Linked DNA regions of Pan troglodytes: region 1 is linked to region 2. The links are chromatin contacts, called in public HiChIP or PLAC-seq maps. All regions are on one chromosome and are shown on one strand. Each heading gives the region's core, a stretch centred on a gene start, on an enhancer-like site or on the middle of the called end of the contact. The rest is flanking DNA. Distances are from core to core; before and after follow the strand shown. Region 1 holds the start of KMT5B (lysine methyltransferase 5B). Region 2 holds the start of NDUFS8 (NADH:ubiquinone oxidoreductase core subunit S8).

Region 1 (3,435 bases), core at 143-2,642, 180 kb before region 2:
ATGGCCCTGGAGCCGCAGGGGAAAACTAAGGCAGGCTGCGGCTCTTCCTGGCATCTGACTGAGCTGCCTGCCCTGCCCGCCTCCTCTCTGTGGCAAGGGCAGCCTCTCTCCCCTCCCAGGGCCTTGACACTGGCTGGTCCCACTACCCGCCCATATCCTAGGCACCCCCTTTCCCCAACACGCTTCAATTCACACTCCAGGTCTGCGCTTCCTTGGGCACCTGCCGGCACCAAGTTCCAGGCATCTGCACGCCTATGCCAACCTCAACTTCTTGGAGGTCCTCCGCACCCGCTTCCTGATTTATTCTGCATTTTTCACCCGAATGCTGAATGAGGGCTCTGGCTCAAGCCCTGACTAGTTGTCATAGAGGTCACGGAACTCCCTGTGCCTCAGTTTCCCTAGGTGTAAAGTGGGACCCACATGGCCCCCACCTCCGGGGGTCGTCCTGACGCGTGAGAGGGAGGATGCGCGGAGGCCCTGGGCAGCCCCGCAGGGGCCGGGAGCGCGCTCATCGTTCTGTTGTCTGGACTACAAGATCGATGCCCAGGCAAGCTTCGCAGCTCCCCGGCTCGCAGGCGGCCCGGTCCCTCAGGATCTCCCCGCCAGCCCGGGATCCCCGAGGAGGGACCGCACGGCCAGCGCGCAGGGCACACCCGGAGTGGAGCGGAGCACGGCGCGGGGCACATAGTGGGTGCTGGGGGCGGCGGGGCCCGCGGGGGGCCAGGCCAAGGCGCGCCCGCTCTCCTCCTCCCTCGCATGCTCCGCGCAGGAACGCTCAGCCTACCCACACGGTCTTAGGGTGCATCTGCTGCCAGTGACCCCCATTCCCACAACAAAAACGCTCGTCTGCCCGGGGCCACCTCCCTCGGAGCAACTGGGACGCGCGGCGGGAGGGGGGGGGTCCCCTTCCCCAGGGCTGCAGCCCGAGAGGCTGGCTCTAGAGCCGTCCCTGGTAGGGGCAGGTGTGCAAAGACCCAAGGCCCGGGACAGCCGCCGCGGTCCCGCGGGGACCGGGACCGGAATGCGGTCGCGTAAGGGCTGCAGGGGACCCTAAGGTGGCGCCCGCGGGGCGCGGGCGACGCCGCCTCAGCCGCGATTTAAAGGGCAGGGAGGGCGGAGGGATCCCAGCCGCCTACCGGCCGGCCGCGAATCCCTCCGCCACGAGGGGAGGCGACGGCTCGCTCCGAATCGCCCTTTGTCCCTCCGCCGTCGGGAGCGCCCGGCACAGAATTCGCTCCCCGCGCGTGCCCGCGTCCCGCACAGAGCCCCCGTGGAAGCGCCGCGGCGGCTGGGCCGGGCGGGAGGCGCGCGCACACTGTGGCGGCTGCGCCGCACGGTGTCCCTCCGCCGTCGAGGCCGCGGCCTTCTTTTCGTATCCTTCCACCGTGCCCGGGCGGGGTCCAGGCGGCTCACCGGGGGCGGCGACGCGGCGGCGGTGCGGGCGGCAGGGCTGCGGGGCGATGAGGTGAGGACGCCCGGGAACCGGAGGCGGCACCGCGCGGCGCACGGACCTGGGACGCGGAGTCCTGAAGCCGGCGGACGGTTTTCGTACGGGTGGCCGTGCGCGAGGCGGAGGTGAGGCCCCGGGTGGCGGGGCGCGGGGGCGGGCGCCGGGGGCGCGGCGAGCCGAGGCCGGGGGCGCGGGGGGCGCGACGGCGGTGGCGGCGGCCGGTTGGGGGCGGGGGGCTCGGACGCTGCGGGGACTCATTTTTCCCGTCAGCGGAGGGAGCGAGCGGTGCTGCGGCCCGCGCCGCCATCTTGGATTTTACTCTCCATTTTTCTCTGGAATTATTTTTGGTGATTAATTTTCTGGGGGGGACTGGGACGCGGGGCCCGGCGGCGCGGACCCGCATCGCAGCGGCCGGGCAGCGGGGCCTGGGACGCGCCCCGAGGAGGAGCGGGGCGGCGCAGGCGGTGAGTCGGGGGAGGGGCGGGCGCCGGCGAGGGTGTGCGGGGGGCGGCCTCGGTGACGGGGCGGGCGGGGACGTGGGGGACCGCGGGCCCAGGCCGGTCGCAGGGCTCTGGGGCCAGGGCGGGTGGGGCCGGGGCCGGGCGCAAGCGGCCGGGCGCGGGGGGCGGGGCTGCGGCCGGGCCGGTGCGGGGCCGGCGCGGGGCCTGCAGTGGTGGCCGCGGCCGGAAGGGAGCGGTAGCGGCCGCCGGGCAGCGTCGGGGCCGGGCCCGCGGCCGCACGAGGGGAGCAGCCCCGCCGCTCGCGATTGGGGGACTCTGTTTTCCCTTTTCTCCAATGGGCAGCCGTGAACCGTCTCGCCCAATCTGCTCCCACTGCCGCGCTGAACTTTTTGTTTTTGTTTTGGCCCGAGCGCATTTCGGAGCCCTCCCGAGCTCGTCCTGCAGCCCACCCTCCTCCCCGACGGCGCCCCTGGCCGTGGCCCGGCGACCCCGCGGCCGCTGCCTCTCCTTTGTGCTTTATCCGCTCTCCCTGCGTCCCCTGGTGTCTGTCTGTCCTTCCACGTATCCGCGGATGATGTGCACCGTTGTCACCTCCGCCTTGGAAGGAGGAACAATGACAACTCGATGCAACTTGCTGGATTAAGATAGAAACAAGTTGGGTGCTGAGAAATTCAGTCTGTTTGGGTTTATTGGACCCGGGTCTGAAACAGTAACTTAACGATTTATTAAGTGGTGGAACTTTCGGAATACTGGGGAGGTGAACATGTGTTCTTTCAAGTTAATTTTTAAGAATTTGCCAAATGAAATTTACCTGGAGTGGGGGGAGTTTTCCTTAGAATAGAGGGCAGGTGAATTAATTTGATTGATTGTGGTTCTTTGTGATGTGGCCCTTTTTCGATTTAAACCAGTTTGATATAAAGTGTAGTTGAGGATGGCCATATAGGTCTGAACTTTGCTGTGTAGGATCTTTAGAGGATGCAGTTGCCAGCTATAACTTTTTTCCTTTAGTCTTTAATATTGAGAACACGCCTATAATATTGATAATTAGTAGTAAAAAGAAGTATTTTCAAAAGAGGAGGAAACCATTTTTACCTGAAATAATTACAGATAATGTGTGCATGTTGAAATACATAAATTGCTGCTTGCTGTAAATACAGATTTATTGTGTATCTGAAGGTTTAGCAATTTGAACCAGAGGTGTGGCCCTGTCCCTCTTGGAGCGCCTTATATTCCCAGGTTAGAGTCCACAAACGCTCTAATCCCGGCTTGTGTGGGAACTCCAGCCCATTTTTCACTTTGTAATCTCTAAACATTCGACATTCTGGTCCCTCTCCCAAGCTCTGGCTCCAATAGCTTCCCATACCTGGTCCCTGTCGGCCGTGCCCTGCCCGGCATTCCTCCACCCCTTTTCTCCACCCCGTACACTCTTGTCCTTCAGAAAGGCCCCGTGAGAATGTTGCTTCCTGGTGAAACCTTCACACACACAGCCGTTGGGGTGGTTTCTCGTGAGTTTTTGAGTCTCTT
Region 2 (3,396 bases), core at 342-2,841:
CGTGCTGGCAGGCCTGGCCCCCACGGGTAAGCACAAGACCCACTAAGAGAACGGAAAGCCGGGCCTCAGGGGAGCAGCCACTGGGGAAGGGAAGCTGCAACAGGCACACAAGCAGGACTCCAGAAACGGTGGCTACATCCAGGGAGGCGTGGATGGCCTCAGGTGCCACCCCATGGCTCAGATGCCCAGGGGTCACACCCTTGGCCAGACCCCAAGGGGGAACCTCTGTGTGTCAGGCGCCTGCCCAGGGCTGGAAGCTTCACTCTGCCAACTCACTGACTCTGTGCTCTGGTAGCAAGCCCTCATCATTCCCATTCACGAGGGAAGTGGCTCAGAGGGGGAAAGGGACTTCCTGGGGACGCACATCAAGCAGGGGCTAGGGTTTGGGCCTAGGGCTGCCTGGCCTCCCTCTCCCAGTGGCAGGGGCTGGCGTGGTGGCCGGTTGGGGCAGGGGCTCACCTGGGCGGGGCAGATGGCCTCACAGAGCTTGCAGGCAATGCAACGCTCCTCCCCGGATGGGTACCGGCGCAGCGCATGCTCCCCACGGAAGCGAGGGCTCAGCGGGCCCTTCTCGAACGGGTAGTTGATGGTGGCCGGTTCCCGGAACAGGTAGCTCAGGGTCATGCCCAGGCCTGTGGGCAGCACAGGTGTGGTGGGCAGGGGCACCCTCCTCCCCCATGCATCCGTGCCCACCCGGCACCTGCCCTGTCCCCTCCTGCCCAGGACGCACCTCGGAAGAGCTCAGTCCACAGCAGGGTGCGGGCTGCCCGGTCAGTCACTGACTTCATGTCCATCTCGGGATCCTGCATGTTCACATACTCTGCAGAGAGGCGGGCAGGGAGGCCATGGCAAGAGGCCTCACACACTGTCTCCCTGGAGCCTCAGGGAGAGCAGCCTGGCCCTCACTTCCAGGTGCAACTGCTGGGCTACAAAGGGGCTGTACACTCACCACACCTCTCCCTAGCCTCAGCAAGGACCCTGGAGGCCGCCTCTGGCCCGAGCCCGTCCGTGCCTACCTCTCCCTGTGCTTGGGTGGCCGTTGGAGCTCAGACGCACTTCCCTGCCCAACAGGGCTTGAAAGAGGAATCAAGGGGGGTAGGTGGGGGGCTTGAGCCTTTGCCTTCACCAGGGACTGGCAATAGGCACAGGTACCCATGGCTCACACCTGGCAACCCCCTCCCCATCACACCCAGGGAGCTCTGAGATCACACATGCTAACCTCGGCAATGATGGACCCTGCCCCTGTGAATCAGAGTCAGTCTCCATCACCATAATCATTTTAAGAGTGGAAACAGGCTCAGAGAATAACGCCCCTGACAAAGCCAGGACTGGAACTCAGGTCTCTTCCCCTACTCCAGCAGGACCAGTCAGGAACACCTGAGGCTAGAGGCCACCCAGGTACTCACTGTAGGTGGCTGCCACTGCACTGCTGTGGAGGCTCCGGCCACCAGGAGGTCCTGCAAAAAGAAGGGCGTGACCTCATACCAGGAGACTGGACTCCCCTACCCCCAGCAAAGGCTTCTTTGGTCCTACCTGCACGTGCAGCCTGGGCCAGGGCCCGCAGCAGCATAGGCGTGGTCAGGCAGCGCATCTGGTGGCATAAAAAGGGATGGAGGGTGGGGTGTGCCCAAGAACCATCCTCTTCTGAGACTGGCACCGCAAGGATCCCAAGTCTCCACTGACATGTGTCACTTTGCCCTCTACTCGCACCCCATTGCTGTCAGAGGCACAGATGGCTTTCCTGTTCCCAGCGCCTCCCAGCTTTCCATCTGATTCAGCTTGGCTGAGCTACAATTCAGTTTCTGTGGACCCCAAGTTCTGCCTCACCTAAGAAACCTTTTAAATCCATCCTTCCTTTCTCCCTCCCAGAGATCCTGTTTCCCACCTTTCTGCTCCTCCCTTCATCCTCCCCAAATCTGACCAAAAACAACATTACCAGCCCCCGCCAGCATGCACTGAGAGCGAACTTTGTTAGCTCTCCTCCCCCAGGAACCGTGCCCAGGGGTGGAAAGCGCTGCCATCCTATCCTTACAAGGACTCCACGAGGGAGGCACAAATAAGGCGCTGGGACTCAGTTTGTTGAGTGACTCGCTAGGGCTGGGTGTGGTGGCTCACGCCTGTAATCCCAGCACTTTGGGAGGCTGAGGCAGGTGGATCACCTGAGGTCAGGAGTTTGAGACCAGCCTGGCTAACATGGTGGAACCCCGTCCCTACCAAAAAATACAGAAATTAGCCAGGTGTGGTGGTGGGCACTTATAATCCCAGCTACTCGGGAGGTTGAGGTAGGAGAATCGCTTGAACCCAGGAGGCAGAAGTTGCAGTGAGCCCAGACTGCACCACTGCCCTCCAACCTGGACGACAGAGTGAGACCTTGTCTCAAAAAAAAGATTAAAAAGTGACTTGTCGGAAGTCACACGATAAGGAGGTGGGCGGAGGATCGGAACCCAGCCCTGCCCTGCTGGAAACCCTTCAAGGCCTGAACAGTCCTCGGTACCACATTCCTTTCCCCAGCTTCAAGGCCCTCCTGGAACTGTCCCCCAGCCTGCCGCGTGACCTTGGGCAGATGATGTGACCTGACCTCCGTCTTCTCACCTATGAAGTGGGTTGGGGGCGGTTGGTCTTGGGAATTAGGGGAGCCCGTACATGCCAAAGGCACCCCAGAGCCCAGAGCCCGGCACTTAGCCGGCGCTCATAAGTGCTCATCCCACGACCTGTGAACCCCCTAACAGGCTCACTCCTTTGGATCACTGACTGCAGTTCCAGGGACCCAACCCAGCACCTTCCCCACCTTCCCAGTGATCTCCGACCCTAACTAGGCCGGTGGCGCAGAGCGGGCGGCGCATGCGCCCTGAGAGCCGGCTCCCCTTTGCACCTGAAGGACACGGAGGCCGCGGGTCCTGAGTGAGCCGAGGGGAAGCCCAGGCGCAGAGCTGGCGGCGCCTACGGGGACACCACACTCTCCCCCGACGCCACGCTGCCCAAGCCCGACTTTCACGGCCAAAACGTGAACACCCACCTTGAAGCGCCGCCGCTACTTGCCTTGCCAAGCAGGCCAGTCAATCGGGAGGCGGAGGCTACACTGTAGGACGCTGCCATTGGGCCAGCGGGTTCCCCCTTTTTGGTATTGATGCTCCATGGTGTGGTCTGATTGGCCAGCAAGGCGGCTGAAAGAGGCGGGATTCAGAAATATCTTTCTTTTGATTGGCTAGGAGAAACCGGCGCTTGAAATTTGTAGGGGGCCGCCATGTTGGTTTGGGGAGGCCAATAAGTGAAGACTTCCGAGCCGCTGGAGTCGGGACATCCGGGGCGTGGTTTAGAAAGAGTTTGCTTTCGCCGTGGGTGCAGAGGGTGGGCCCGCCGGGGCTGGGTGGGGGGCGTGTGATGACGGTAATGGCG

What was found. HiChIP or PLAC-seq counts read pairs in DNA pulled down with a chosen protein or histone mark.
Region 1: a contact with region 2 is called in an H3K4me3 HiChIP or PLAC-seq map of stem cell-derived excitatory neurons, with 2.5 times the contacts expected there. The contact joins the promoter of KMT5B here to the promoter of NDUFS8 in region 2. A contact is called at or near these places in 1 of 7 Hi-C or Micro-C datasets (stem cell-derived neural progenitor cells) and 1 of 1 datasets of contacts at active chromatin or transcription factors (stem cell-derived excitatory neurons).

The regions. Positions count from the first base shown.
Region 1 is chr9:70,254,326-70,257,760 of NHGRI_mPanTro3-v2.0_pri, reverse strand. It overlaps KMT5B (lysine methyltransferase 5B), which reads left to right and starts at 1,392. Exons shown (of 11, transcript XM_009423578.5): 1 at 1,392-1,575.
Region 2 is chr9:70,071,687-70,075,082 of NHGRI_mPanTro3-v2.0_pri, reverse strand. It overlaps NDUFS8 (NADH:ubiquinone oxidoreductase core subunit S8), which reads right to left and starts at 1,591. Exons shown (of 6, transcript NM_001071780.1): 1 at 1,534-1,591; 2 at 1,407-1,457; 3 at 731-820; 4 at 460-632. The coding sequence starts at 1,591.